Regions from separate parts of the Mus musculus genome. Here region 1 is linked to region 2. Evidence: chromatin contacts called from public targeted proximity ligation data. All regions are on one chromosome and are shown on one strand. The core of a region is the stretch at or near the end of the contact, and the rest is flanking DNA. Distances in the headings are between cores, read along the strand shown.

Region 1 (4,087 bases), core at 356-2,855, 170 kb before region 2:
ATAAATCTTTAGAACAAAACAAAACACCCATACACATTAAATAGAGGAAAGAAAACACTAACAAAAAAACCAAGTATTAACTCAGAAACTAGAACAAACAGACTGGGGTTGAGTCTCTTTTTGGGAATTGGTCCCCACAGGATCTGCAGGGAATCAGCATCAGGACACCTTCTGCCAGCTCATACAAGAAGGCCAGTATCATGTTCTCAATTCCATCGTGTCACACGGGCACACCCTTTCCACCACAGGGCAATGTCTATACACATAAGACTTTAAGTCTGCATTTCCTGAGCTGTTCCTACTAAAGTTCAGCCAGGTGACTTGTGTGAGTCCCCAAGTGACAACTAACCCTTGAGATGCTGCCCAATTCCTCTAATGTTTGTTTGACAGATTGCACTCCCAATCTTGCCTTGCCTTTAATGCCTTTATGATGTGTGGATTGCTATATACACATCACTAGACCTCAAATTGGTGAGCTTTTTCTCTGACATACACAGATTTCAATTCAAGAAGTCCAGACTCAGCAAAGACCATTAATAATCCCTATCAGCAGGGCCCCCGTCTCTACTCCACGCTAGGGAAGTTACACAATTACAGAACAGAAATTGGGAAAGCTAGTACAGGACAAACCACAGTCACCTACCTAATCCTGACACATCACCTGCTTGGACGTATTATGTACACAGACATTGCCCTGTGATCTAAAGGATGTATCCACGTGGCAGACATTAGCCCACGATCCCAGAACATTAAATATTATCTTAACTGCACCGCTTATCTCCAGGTATCTGAAAGTTCAGGTCTCACTACCAAAATGCCAAAGGTCTGTGTTCTAAACGCTTGCTAAGCCAGTATTTCTGATATTCTGCTGTCCAACAGGCGAGTCTAATTTATAAACGGAAAACCTGTATTTTAAACAGTTTGCTGGTTGACTTATTGAAATTTTAGAGCTGGTTCCTAGGGGTCGGGGTGTAAGTAATACAAGTTTTTAAGAGTTGGACTTCTAAGCTCCAGCCAGACCGTTAAGCGCACAAGCTAGCGGCCACAAGGGGAGGCAGGCAAGTAGACAAATGAGGAGGAAGGAAAAATGTGATGGATTTTCCTCATTGGTAGGTAGAAGAGTTTGGGGTGCAGGCCTCAACTATTTCCGAGACCAACACCTTCTAGGGTACAGCCTGATCCAAGACTCGCCTACTCTCGAATGTCCGTAGAGTGCTCGCAAACTGCCCAGCATCGACTGGCGATCGCCGTCAGCCCACCTCCTCCTCCTCCTCCTGCGCATCCATGCTTCTCTAAGGGCTCGGCCCATTCCTCCCTCCTCCGCCTTGAATCTCCATTCCTCACCGCCTAGCGCACCGGGTCCCCATTCATCCCTCCTCCGCCCCGCACCTCGCTGTCCATCCCCAAGCGGCTCATGGGGCCTTCACGACAGCTCCCTGGACAGCAGTGCGGGTCACTTACCCGGACGCGGCAGGCCCGTGGCCCTCACACCGCAGCGCAGCCACTTCAGCGATTCAGCCCCGCGCGGGGACGTGGACCGCAGCGAAACCCAGTTAGCTCAGCTCACTGGTGCGCGCTGGACCCCACCCGGACTGCCCCGGAAAGACGTCACGAAAGCGGGACCAATAGGCTGTCGCTGGCACGCGCGGCCGCGTGCGGTGGGCGTGGTTTGTTTAGGCCACGCCTGCTTCAGGAGCTGCCTTCCAACTTGGTCCCGCCTTGGCCACGCAGAGCTATTTGGAGCCGATCTAACGGAAGTGAGCGATCCAGGGACTTGTAGGCTATGTCTGTGTCTAGGGCTTTTCCCAGAAGCCGGGGAGAAGAGGGGTCAGATCAGGTGAGCGCAGATGTACTCGGACGATGGCTGGTCTGGACAGGGCAGCTCTAGAAGGCCTCATGAGGTACTTTATGAGGCTCTTCTGACCCGGTTCCTGATCTTTCTTCCCATCGGCTATTCAACTCCTTAAGGCGGTCCAGCCTTGTCCTTGCTCGCAGGCATGGCTTGGCTACTGAGGTTTGCTTTGCACACACTGCACCTGCCAGCTTCTGGCTAAGCATTTCACCTGAAAGGCAATACACTGATTTAATCCTGCAAGAAGATCTCGCTTTTGTTTTCAAGTCCAGAAACAGTCTCACAAAGGGCTTTGGAATTTTACACGTGGCATGACACGTGGGACGAAATGGAAAGCCTGTGAGACTTGCTTTTAATTTTAAAAGATTAGGGTTGGAGAGATGGCTCAGCAGTTAAGAGCACTGATGCTCTTGCAGATGACCCCGCTTGATTCCCAGCATCCACACGGTGGCTCACGACCATCTGAAAGAGCAGTTCCAGGAGATTCCATGCCTTAAGGCCTCCAGTGCACGTACATACATAATATGTATTGGAGTAGGCAAAATTCCCATACATAATGTTTGTATTTTATTTTTGAGTCAGGGTCTCTCTTTGTATCCCTTCTGTACTGGAACTCTGCATAGATCCAATTGTCCTTGAACTCACAGAGATCACTTGCCTCATGACTTCCTGTGCTAGGATTAAAGTCATGGGCCACTGCATCCAGCATACATAATTTTTAAAGAAAGAATTTAACGTAAAGTAGGTTTTGCAAGTCAGTAGGTGAATTCTGCTACTGAATGCCAATTTGTGTAAAACCCTTTTTAGGTCTCCTACCATGCCCATCCAAAGCGATCATCGTTGCCAGTTTTGTTTTGAGACAAGGTTTCACAGTCCAGCCCTGGCTGGTTTGGGGTTTCACAGTCCAGCCCTGGCTGGTTTGGGGTTTCACAGTCCAGCCCTGGCTGGTTTGGGGCTTGCTATGTAGATCATCCTAGCCTTGAACTCACAGAAATCTGTTTGCCTGCTGGGATTAAAAGTATGTGCCACCATGGCTGGCCTATTTCTAGTTTTATAACCTGTCTTGAGTCCTGGGATCAGAAACCAATGGACCCTGCTCTGAGCTCTATTAAGACTATATATAAGCCTTGCTGTGCTGTCATCAGCACAACCTGCTTTCCGCTGTGTGGAATTTGCCCATCAATGGCTTGCTGAAAGCAGCTGGAGGAAGGCACTGGCAGACAAGCTCCTTTTGCTTTGTGTTTATTTTAATCCCCCAAGGTGTTCCAGAAGAAGAAATACAATATCAGTGCTCAGTGAAAACACTCCTGAACCATGGAAATGGCGTGTAGTGCTGTTCACCCTTTCCTCAGATGTCAAGAGTCTCTGGTGTTCAACTCACAACTTCCTCAAATGCCAAGGTACTCATTTCTCTCCTAAGAAAAACAGATAGTAGGGTGTGGTGGTGCATGCCACTGATCCCAGCACTCAGGAGGCAGAGGCAGGAGGATCTCTGTGAGTTCCAGGCCAAGGCTACATAGTGACACCTTAAAAAACAAAATAAACCGGCATGTGGGGGTTGGGGGAGAACTGGAGAAATGGTTCAGCAGTTAAGAGCACCAGCTGCTCTACCACAGGGGCTCTCAACCATCTATAATGAGTTCTGATGCCCTCTTCTGGCATGAAGGGGTATATTCAGATAGAGTACTCATATACATAAAATAAATAAATAAATCTTTTTTTTTTTTATAAAACAAATTCCCATTAATTTCATTTTGGTTTTTTGTTTTAAAGATTTATTTATTTATTATATGTAAGTACACTGTAGCTGTCTTCAGACACTCCAGAAGAGGGCATCAGATCTTGTTACAGATGACTGTGAGCCACCATATGGTTGCTGGGATTTGAACTCTGGACCTTCGGAAGAACAGTCGGGTGCTCTTACCCACTGAGCCATATCACCACCCCCAAATAAATCTTTTTTAAAAAGAGAAACAGACAGACCCAAAGTGTTTTGAAAAATTGGAAGCAATGTGCTTGTTCACAGGTCTTCATGAACATTACTCTGAATTTCCCAGGCAAGTAATGAGGTAAAAATGGTAGAAGTAGAGCCAGCCAGGCAGTGGTGGCACACGCCTTTAATCCCAGCAGCTGGGAGGCAGGGGCAAGCAGATCTCTGAGTTCGAGGCCAGTCTGGTCTACAGAGTGAGTTCCAGGGGCTATACAGAGAAACCCTGTCTCAAAAAAAGCAAAAAA
Region 2 (3,552 bases), core at 169-2,668:
TAATTTGTTTGTTGTGCTCCAGGTGTTGAGGTGACTGCAGCCGCTGCAGTGGGAGTTGTTCTAGCAGTGTTACTGCAAGCCTGGTGGATATGCTCTGGTGGTCCCCTTGGACTGCAGTGGGGCTCATTCTGAAATGATGTAGACAGATTTGACTGGGCTGGCATGTTGCTGTGCAGTCTCATAGAACCCTGTGCTCAGGGCTTCCTTTAATGCTTGCCTTAACTTCTTGAACTCGTCACCATCTTGAGTTGTTTTTGGAGACAACGTTTTTGTTTTGTGTCCAGACAGTCTTGGGTATAACTGTCACACAGGGCAGGGTATGGACTGAGAGTTTGGCCGAACCCCACTTCTTCCTGCAGAAAGAAAGAAGTGCTCAGCCGAAGCAGAGCTCTTCAGAGAGATGATGTGGTTCTTGTTATTCCTGCAGTTCACAGTTCATTCACAGGGCAATCAGCAGCAGTTTTCTTTTCAGAGAAACTTGGAGCTTCTGGTAGTATGTGTTTTAAATTTAGCATTTGGTGTAATTGTTCTTCTCTTTGGACAATCATATGGTGTGTAGCTCCCATGTAAACACAGTCCCTTGCGTTAGTATGCTTTTTATGTTACTGTATTCAAATATGATAATAAAAATAAAGGCTAAATTGATTCTTAGTTGTCCCTTTGAATAACAGTTGATGGGCACTATCCCAGACTTATGGCATCAGGTAGATAATACAGAGTCTCATGCCGGAGCTGTTCTTTCCTGAGTCAGAAATCAGACTGCATTTTACAAAACCTCTAGGTGACTCCTTGCCCATAAAGGTTTGAGAGCAAGTGCTCTAAGCTTCCAAGTGGAGCATTGTTGGGGTATTGATAAAATGGTGGCTTCTTTTGAAGTACATTCCAGCTGCTCACTTTCCACAATCAGTTAATGTGATAAGCTGCTAAGGCTTAAAAGTGTTGAGATGAGGTTTCAGGACTGCAAGCTCCAGCAGCCCCACAGCTGGCAATAGAATCCAGGTCTCTGTGAATACTTAATGGCACTGAAGAGATTCCTATTGCTGCGATGAAACACAATGACCAAAAAGCAATTTTGGGAGAAAAGGGTTTGTTTAACTTTGTATTGCTGTTGATAATCAAAGGAAGGAAGTCAGGACAAGAACTCAAATAGGACAGGAATCTGAAGGTAGGATCTGATGGCCATGGAGTGTTCTGCTTACTGGCCTGCTTTCTTTTAGAACCCGAGACTGCCAGCCCAGGGATGGAACCAACCATCAGCCACTAATTCAGATAATGCCTTACAGCCAGATCTTATGGAGGTTTCCTTCCTTTCAGATAACTCTACTTTATGTATCAAGTTGACATAAAACTAGCCCACACAGAGGATAGGATACTCTTGATACTTGGTGGAAGCACCTGATTGTCAGTCAATCATGCTTAAGTTCCTTGGATGGGCTGATGTTGTGTGAGCAGGACCTTGGTTCTCACATCTCCTGTAGATGATGTCCCATGTCTCCCAGACAGTCAGTGCTGATGAAAGGAAATAAAACTTGAGACATGTGATTCATGTAATTTATGTCAAATAGCCCAAAGAGTTGTTTGTGAGCTTTGAAACCTGGGGCTGAGAACATAGCAGAACAGGCCAGGACATGCCCGGGCAGGCCCCTTGTTACATGTCCTGACTGGCCTAGTGCCTCCCTATCTCCTGCCCTTCTGACAATCTGTTGATGTTTAAGTGGACCAATCATGTAAAACCGTGCCAATTCCTCCCCCAGCCCCACCCCTTTCTATAAAAACCCCTAGCTTCCAAGCCACGGGTCGAAACCACTGTCTCCTGTGTGAGATACGATTTGAACCGGAGCTCTGCCATTATGGCTCCACCATGTGGTCAACACCTGTCTCCTGCGGGAGATACGTGTCGGCCCGGAGCTCCGTCATTAAGCCACCTCATGCTTTTACATCAAGATGGTCGTCTGTTCGTGATTCTTGGGTGCACGTCGAATCGGGAATTGAGTGGGGGTTTCCCCACTAGGTTCTTTCACTGACACACTGTGAAATGAAGGGCTCTGTCCTAGGTTACCGTCCACAGCCAACCTTGGTAGTGTATGAAACTAGTCTAACAGTCGTCCGTCCGTCCGTCCCGTGTGCCCCCCCACCCACACACAGGGTTTCTCTATAGCTTTGGCTGTCCTGGAACTTACTTTGTAGACCAGGCTGGCCTCTCACTGAACTCAGAAATCCACCTGCCTCTTCCTCCCGAGTGCTGGGATTAAAGGCTTGCGCTACCACGCCTGGCTTGGTGTAACAGTCTTAATGGATCTGTAGTTAAAGCCTGGATCTGAGGTGAATAGGTTTATTCAAGAGATGGAAATGGGTCCGTTGGCTCTCTTGTGTAGATGGCAGTTTTCACTAGAAGATCAGCAGAGATCATCTGCGGGGTCAGGTGACTCCCTGATGACTTGCTTGCTTGCTCTAAATATCTAGTCCTTTTGTGGGAAAAAAACATTTTCAAACTTCTTGGTTTAATTTGTAAAAGAAGCCTAGGGTCGGTAAAAAAGGGTACCTTGGTCTCTCACCAAATACCTTCCCTTGCTGGCCAGCTTTCCTAGAGTTCCATAAGTAAGCGTCACTCAGCTAAAGTGTGGATTTTAAGTATGTTCATGTGTCCTGCAGACACTTTGTTAGGTCCGTGATGGTGTATGCCTATGTAACCCTAACACTATCAGGCGGAGGCTTGAGGATCAGTTAAAGGTCAGCTTCGGCTACATAGTAAGTTTGGAGGCTACTCTGGGCTGTATGAGATCCTGTCTCAACTATTTTCTTCCTCACCTGTAATATTTTTTGGTTTATTTTTATTGTTAATTCTGACTAGTTTTATTACAAATCTTAGCTTGTGTTGGTCTTTCAGACAAGATCCCCTGCTGTGTAGCCCAGGCTAGCCTAAAGCTTAGAGTCTTTTGGCCTTGGCTTTCTAAGTGCTGATTATAGTCTCAGGCTACCATCCCTGTTTTTGTTTTTGTTTTTTGAGGCAGGGTCCCCTGTATTTGGAAATTTGATCTGTAGATCAACCTGGCCTCAAATTCACAGAGCTCTGCCCATCTGAATAGTTACAGTTTTCAAAAAACTGCATTTTACCTGAGGGAGGGTAATTGAACTTTGTAACTGTTATTTTGTATCTAGCTTCACTTTTCTTCAAAGGGTACCAGCCCAAGGCCAACTAGTTTACCAGTGTCCACTCAGCTTGCTGCAAAATAGGTGATGCTTGCTAGGAGAGTTTACTGTGCCTGCATTTTGGAGTTGAGATAGTGACATGCACAGTTTGGAGACCATTCACTGTGGAAGTACATATTTCCATGTTCTGAACTGTCTGGTGTGGTGATGAAAGAATCAATTGTTTTACAATAAATGCTAAAAAATTTCCTTTTCTCTGTGTTAAATTTTATGTTTAAAATAATTTATATTTTAGATAAGTACTTCAAAACAGTTATGAGATTAGAAAAAGGCCAGGCCAGTAGGAAGGCCATTATAGCCCTGCTGGACACTGGGCATATTATTTCGAGTGGATTATAACAG

What was found.
Region 1: a targeted proximity ligation map of embryonic stem cells shows a contact between it and region 2, with 8 read pairs. A contact is called at or near these places in 5 of 39 promoter capture datasets (the 3T3-L1 cell line, embryonic stem cells, liver and 1 more), 1 of 484 Hi-C or Micro-C datasets (muscle stem cells), 2 of 130 datasets of targeted methods (both in embryonic stem cells) and 2 of 9 other capture datasets (adipose tissue and pancreatic islet).

What each region holds. Positions count from the first base shown.
Region 1 is chr19:3,705,811-3,709,897 of GRCm38.p6, reverse strand. 1810055G02Rik (RIKEN cDNA 1810055G02 gene) reads right to left here and starts at 1,605. Exons shown (of 4, transcript NM_028077.3): 1 at 1,462-1,605. Gm36608 (predicted gene, 36608) reads left to right here and starts at 1,730. Exons shown (of 3, transcript NR_167751.1): 1 at 1,730-1,837; 2 at 3,113-3,252.
Region 2 is chr19:3,531,672-3,535,223 of GRCm38.p6, reverse strand. The region is part of intron 2 of Ppp6r3 (protein phosphatase 6, regulatory subunit 3); the gene reads left to right. Among named protein-coding and RNA genes, the nearest start is that of Ppp6r3, 42 kb to the left of the region's middle.